Linked DNA regions of Sus scrofa: region 1 is linked to region 2. Evidence: chromatin contacts called from public Hi-C data. All regions are on one chromosome and are shown on one strand. The core of a region is the stretch at or near the end of the contact, and the rest is flanking DNA. Distances in the headings are between cores, read along the strand shown. Region 1 holds the start of NDST1 (bifunctional heparan sulfate N-deacetylase/N-sulfotransferase 1). Region 2 holds the start of TCOF1 (treacle protein).

The links. A called contact is a pair of places that touch in the nucleus more often than the background predicts.
Region 1: a Hi-C map of liver shows a contact between it and region 2, with 4 times the contacts expected there. The contact joins the promoter of NDST1 here to the promoter of TCOF1 in region 2. A contact is called at or near these places in 1 of 5 promoter capture datasets (liver) and 3 of 47 Hi-C or Micro-C datasets (blood, heart right ventricle and liver).

Annotation. Positions count from the first base shown.
Region 1 is chr2:151,432,402-151,435,551 of Sscrofa11.1, forward strand. It overlaps NDST1 (bifunctional heparan sulfate N-deacetylase/N-sulfotransferase 1), which reads left to right and starts at 1,524. Exons shown (of 15, transcript XM_021085025.1): 1 at 1,524-1,610. It overlaps RPS14 (40S ribosomal protein S14), which reads right to left and starts at 1,550. Exons shown (of 5, transcript XM_021085027.1): 1 at 1,414-1,550; 2 at 687-837; 3 at 32-193. The coding sequence starts at 835.
Region 2 is chr2:151,366,650-151,370,185 of Sscrofa11.1, forward strand. TCOF1 (treacle protein) reads left to right here and starts at 1,615. Exons shown (of 24, transcript XR_002342026.1): 1 at 1,615-1,835.

The DNA of each region.
Region 1 (3,150 bases), core at 274-2,773, 66 kb after region 2:
GCGCTCAAGCCCGCGAGCCACTCCCACTCACCGGTTCCCGCCCGTGGCCCGGAGCTTGATGTGGAGGGCAGTGATGCCCAGCTCCTTGCAGCGCTGGGCCACGTCCTGGGCAGCCAGCATAGCGGCGTACGGAGAGGACTCATCCCGGTCGGCCTTCACCTTCATCCCGCCCGTCACGCGACAGATGGTCTCCCTGGGGACAAAAGCACAGGGTCCTCTCTCACCCGCGAGGCTGCAGAGTGTCCGTCAGGCCCCAACAGACGCACCGCCGCTCGGGGCCGGCAGGCGTCCCCGCCGGGGACCGGAAAGCCGCGAGCTCTGCGGGGACAGGCTCCAGAGGCCTGAGACACGTGTGACCCGCCGCACCGGCCGCTCCAACCCCTGCACACGAGGACAGCCAGCCGAGACAGCGAGACCTGCCGCCGGGGTGACGCCAGGCCACCAGCGCCCCTGTAAGTGCCAGGACACCCCGAGGGTTTAGAGACCCCCCCCAGGCTGGGAAGCCGCTGAGGGACACACGTGCCTCCTCTTACACCCCGGGACCCGGAGGCCACACCTTCCTTGAGTGAACGCTCGCTCCAATTCTCACAAGAGACCCTCCACCTGCCGCCCAGCCCCGGGGTCCCTTCCCCCCCTTCTAACCCCAGGCCCTGCGAGCGGGGGCCTGGGCCTCTCCTGATACTCACTTGCCCGAGAGATCGGTGACATGGACGAAAGTGTCATTGAAAGACGCGAAGATGTGACACACGCCGAACACGTTTTCCCCTTCAGCCACCTGCGGGCCGAGGCTGATGACCTGCTCCTCCTTCTTCTCCTTCCCCTTGCGCGGTGCCATTTCTGCGGCAGAGGAACAGCCCCGGCTCCGGGAAGGAGCGCGGGCGCGCGCACTCGCTCGGCCGCCCCCCAGGCCGCGCGGCCTCCCCAGCGGCTGCGGCCCCTTCCCGGCTTCGACGCCGCCCTGCAGCCGCCACGTGCAGCGCCCGCCCTGGCATCACTGATCCAGGAACCGCCCACGAAGGGGCCGCGTCCCCTGCCTTCCCGCCCCGAATCCGTCCCAAGACCCCACGGGACCCGTGCGGCAATTACCCCAACTTCCCAGACCGAAAACAAGCGGGAGACCCGAGGCTCGCTCCCGGGACGACGTTCCCGCTCCTCCCCGCCCCCCGCCGTGGCCCGGCGGAGGTGGCTGTGCCCCTGGGCCCGGCCCCGAGCGGACCCCGCGTTACAGGCGGTTCCGAGCCAAAACCTCCGCCTCCGAGACAGCGCCAACCAGAGTCTGCATCGACCCGCCGCGCGCCTCCCGCCCCGCACCTGGCTTGGCTTTCGCGGCAAAACCTCAGGCCCGCGCCCCGAATCTCGCTGGGCCCCCAGGCCGCAGGATGCCGCTCGATTGTCCCGGCCCAGGGAGCCTACCTGCGCGTCGCCTTCAGACTCCGCCACCGGAAAGAGAGAGTGGGAGGAGGCGGGGCGACGGGTCACGTCCGTATCCCCGGAAGTGAACGTCTGAGGTCACGGGGCGAGGCCGGCTGCTCCGGAAGACGCCGACTTTAGCGTTTCCGAGATGAAGACGCCCTCGAGAATACGGTTGATTCAGTGGGGCGCCTGAGGAGGTAAGGGGCTCGGTGTCCCAGCGAGCGCGTCGGCTTCTAAAGCTGCACGAAGCAGCCGCACTGGGTGGGTGGAGCGGGCCTGCGTCCGGGATGGCGGAGGCCGCAGCTAGACGAACGTCCGGCGCCCCGTCCCCGGCCCGGCCAGCCCGGAGGCGACAGCGCACCGCGTGGCGCGGAGGCGAACAGCAGCAGCGGTGAAAGTCTCATCCGCTGTGTTCTGGGCAAAATAGGAGTAAATTATTCAGTACTTGTCGTTATGTACGAGGCCGGGATAAGCGACCGATAGCCATTGATCCATTTAATCCTTACCACATTATCAAAGACGTCGTTTTGATTTTTCTTTTAGTATTATTATTCATGGCACCTGTGGCATGTGGAAATTCCTGGGCTGGGGTCACGTCAGAGGTGCAGTTGCCACCCTATGCCACAGCAACACCAGATCCAACCCACATTCCGTGACCTACTCCGCAGCTTGCAGCTACGCTGGGTCCTTAACCCACTGAGCAAGATCAGGGATCGAATCCCGGCATCCCATGGATACTAGTCAGGAGTCAGGTTCTTAAGCTGCTCAACCGCAATGGGAACTCCTTTCTTTTTTCTTTCTTTTTTTTTTTTTTTTTTTTTTTTTTTTGGAACTCCTGATTTCTCTTTTAAAGAAAGGGATTTCAGGGGGTTCCCGTTATGGCTCAGCAGACCTGACTAGCATCCATGAGGATGTGGGTTCAATCCCTGGCCTTGCTCAGTGGGTTGAGGATCCGGCATCACTTGCAAGCTGTAGTAGGTCTCTGATGTGGCTCAAATCTGGTGTTGCTGTGGCTGTGGTGTAGGATGGCAGCTGTAGCTCTGATTCGACCCCTAGCTTGGGAAACTCCTGTTCTGCCCATGCAGCCCTAAAAAGACTACCCCCCCCCAAAAGGAAAGGGATTTCAGGATTTCCCTTGTGGTGCATTGGGTTAAGGACTCATCACTGTCACTGCAGGGGTAAACGAGTTCAGTTCCCTGACTTGGGAACTTCTGCATGCTGCAAGTGTGGCCAAAAAAAAAAAAAAAGTGGGTAGCAAAAAGTAAAAGTCATCTCTAAGTTCTTTTTTCTGTCGTCAAATTGGAGCATCGTTGCAGAGGTAACTATCTATACTTAATATATTCCTGTGTTTTCAGCGTGTGATATACCGTCTTACGTAAATGAGGTGATATTCTCTCCAACGTCAGTCGCTTCTTTTTGACTCAACGTTGTGTACATCATCCCAGGACAGCCGATAAGATCTATCACATGTTCGTACAGATGAAGTTTTCATTTTTTAATTTTGAGTGTTAAATGTGCTCACGCAGATAAAAAAATTACAGCGTTATCAAAAAATATATTTTATTTTTAATGGTATTTTATTTTTGTCTTTTTAGGGCCAAACCCATGGCATATGGAGGTTCCCAGGCTAGGGTTCAAATTGGAGCTGTAGCCACTGGTCTGTACCACAGCCACAGTAATGCTAGATCGGAGCCACATCTGCGACCTCCACCACAGCTCACGGCAATGCTCAATCCT
Region 2 (3,536 bases), core at 365-2,864:
ACCCCCAGCTGTAGGCGCTCAACACGTATTTGCTAAACAGCCGGATGTGCGCGAGTCTCCTCCCCTTCCTCACTCACCACCTTCCATCGGCCACCTGGTCTTGTCCCTGTTTCTTCTGCCGAAAAGATGAGGTGGTTTGGCCTTCCCGCTGTGGCTCAGTGGTTAACCAACCCGGCTAGCATCCGTGAGGATGCAGGTTGGATCCCAGGCCTCGCTGACTGGGTTAAGGATCCGGCGTTCCTGTGAGATCAGTGGTGTAGGTTGCAGATGCGGCTCGGATCCCATGTTGCTGTGGCTGTGGCTTTCGCTCTGATTTGACCCCTAGCATGGGCACCCCTTCCATATGCCGTGGTTGTACCCCCTAAAAAGACAAAAGACCAAAAAGAAAAAAAAATTAGGTGGTTTATGCTATCCTCAGTTTCTCAATGGATCCACTAAGTGTCAAGTTAGGAGCTTTTTTCCCCTTGGCTGTGCTTTTGCACCACGCAGAAACGCCTTTGCGGAAGTTAGTTCTCATGTGGAAGTTGCCGGGCCAGGGATTAAACCCCCACCACGGCAGTGACACCAGATTCTTCACCCGCCACGCTGCCAGGGAACTCCACAAGATCCATGACGCGAGGAACAGCCGATTCAGATATCCCCAGTCCAGCTCACCCTCTCCCTGAAAACCTCCCCCCACAACTACATCTAGTTCTGTGCTCCACAGATCCATCCCCCGTGCTTTGGTCATAGCAATCTTTTACAAACCCAGATCACCCTTCTGAACACAACCACCCGAGGGTATTTACTGCCCTTGGAGCAAAGTGCAAGCTCCGGCTGGGGGAAGGGTGCTCTGGGCCCTGTTAACGTCTCCATCCTTTCGCGTCCCCCTTGTTCCCTCACCCTCCCCACCTTACAGTACGTCAGCACTCCCGGGGGCTCATGTGTGGGTTTCCCAGCCTGGACCGGGGTGGTTTCTCCTTCTACACTCCTGCATGCCCTGTGCCTGCAATGCCAGCCTTCTCTTCTGCACCTAGAAATCCCCACAGCATCGTTAAGCCTCAGCTTAGACCTCTCCTTGGGGTTAGGGACCCGTCCTTCTTTCTCCCACAGGCGTGCCTGTCCAGGACAAGGCATAGGAGACATTGAACCATAGCTGCTGGGTTACCGACTGTCCCTCTTTCCCCGTGAGCTTTGAGGGCAGCTTCCGTATCCTATCCATCTTTCTATCCCCCGGATTCTGGCCAAGCACTAGCTCAAGGAATGATGCTCAGTGACTAGTGGTTCACTGAATGAAAGAACAATTTCAATTACTACTCGGTTCAGGGTTTCTAAAAAATGCGAAGTGAATAAATGAGTGGGGAGCTGAAAGTTCGGGTCTAGAGAGAGATACGGACTGGGAAGTTCAGAGACAGCTAAACTGACGGCCGATCCCTTTGAGGAGCGAGTCTGAAGGATTTCACCCGGAGTCATTCAAATCTCAGAGGCCCAGGGGCGGGTCCGGGTCTGACCACGCCCCTACCAATGAGAGGTCTCCCTGCCCTCCTTGCCCCGCCCCTTTCACCCATCGGGGCGGGACCGGCCCCTTCCGGAGACGAGACTACAAATCCCGGCAGGCCGCGCGGCGCCCCCCCCCCGCCCCGAAGAGGAGCCGGAAGTAGAGAGCGCGAGGTCTAAGGGCACGAGGGAAGTGGCGGGCGGGGACCGAGGGGGCGTGCAGGTAAGCCGACCGGCCTGGGGTCGCCGGCATGGCAGAGGCCAGGAAGCGGCGGGAGCTGCTTCCCCTGATCTACCAGCATCTGCTGCAGGCGGGCTATGTGCGCGCGGCGCGGGAAGTGAAGGAGCAGAGCGGCCAGGTAAGCGTGCGCGGGCCGTGTGCGAGGGCCGCGTGCAAGATCGAGGGCGAGGGGCCCGCGCCCCCTGCTCTGGCCGCCTGGCGGGCGCCCGGCGCCGGATCCCGAGGTGCGCCAGGACGCGGCCAGGGCCGCCGAAGGAGCCGCAGCCTCTGCCTCCCACCCGCGCGGCTCTGGTTCCCCTGGGCCTCAGTTTCCCCTCTGCGCAGTGGGCGGGCCCGGACGCGAGATCGGACGCGTAGCGCTTTAGAATTCCCGCGCCCGTTACCTCCACCCCCTTCCTGGGAGCGGCCGTTTAAAGTTTCCCGAGTCTCGGGCCACGTGGCTCGGCGCGGCCCCCTAGAGCGAGAAGGCTGCTGCGAGTCCGAGGAGTGGATTAGGACCCGCCCTGGAGGGGGCAGAGCACGGAGAGAAGGGGCCGGAGGCGCCCTGGTTGAGCTGGAGCCCAGGCCCTTAGCCTGCCGTCCCGAGTGGGATAGCTTTGGGACTCGAACTCGTGGTGTGGTCCTTTCTTACTTCATCCCTTCTTCGTGCAGCTGTTAATCTGGCGTTCAGGGTGGGCACGGCCCCCAGCCGCCGTCCTGGAGTCTAAATCCGGTAGCGGATGAATCAAAGAACCCCTAAAGTTCTGCACCTTAACACTGCCTTACGTGCCGGGAATGAGGCACAGGTGCTAAGGCAGGACCGCAGACGCCCTTGTGGGGACACCCAGGGCAGCTTTCCTGCGGAGGTGGATGCTGCTGTGAGATCTGAGAGAAGGGAGGTGGGTCCACCCAGCAGAGGCCTCTGGAAAGTTTTCTGGGGGCTGAAGTGTGGCGTGCAGGGGGAGAGGGTTCCCTGGGGAGGCAGAGGTTGGGGAGCTGATGGCAGCTTCCCTTGGGTCTCATTGGAAGGGGTGCCAAAGCCACTGGAAGGTTTGCAGCTGGTATGGTGGCTTCTGACCCCACGAGTCAGTGTCCCTTCAGCTGTGGCGCAGGCTCTCTGGTCCTGATGCTCGAGACTGACGGGGGGACGGCCCCAGGACAACGTCTGTGCCTCTCCTAATCCTCTCTCGACCTCAGTGGCCTTTTCCTTAACACCACTTGATATGGACAAGCGGGCAGGAGCGACCCCATCTTCTCCCGGCGTTTGCCTGGGCAAAGGTACCCTGCACTCCCGGAGCACACTTCCAGCAGGAGCAGGCGGGTGACTGTTTTTTTTAGGTTAATGGAACAGTGTGTGGGGTGTTTGTAGCTGCGGTCCAAGTAAGGCCGGCAGGGGCCCAGGGCCACTCACTGAGAAGGCTACTTGAAGGACGCGAGGAAGTGAGCCCTGCAGTTGGCAGGAGAGAGCCTTCTAGATGAGCAAGCCCTGAGGGAGGGGTTCCAGACCCTGTGAGGAGCAGCGAGGAGGCCGTGTGCCTGGGGCCCAGGAGCGTGAAAGTGACACTCGAGGTCTCCCTGCTGCTGCTGACGTGTGGGGCACTGCCTAGGTTGTCTCATTCGGGCCTGACAGCAGCGACTGCTGTGGGCACTGCGGTCACCCTGTGTTAGAAAGACCCTGGCGTTGGCAGAGGTGAAGAGTAGCCGCTCCAGGTAGCAGGCGCTTCCCTGACTGCAGGTGCCCCTCCTGGCCTCACTGCCCAGACCCCTGGCACTGCTCACTCAGCCTCCTTGGGGCACCTGACACCCCGGGCTCTTGACATTTGCAGGGAGAGCAGGCCTC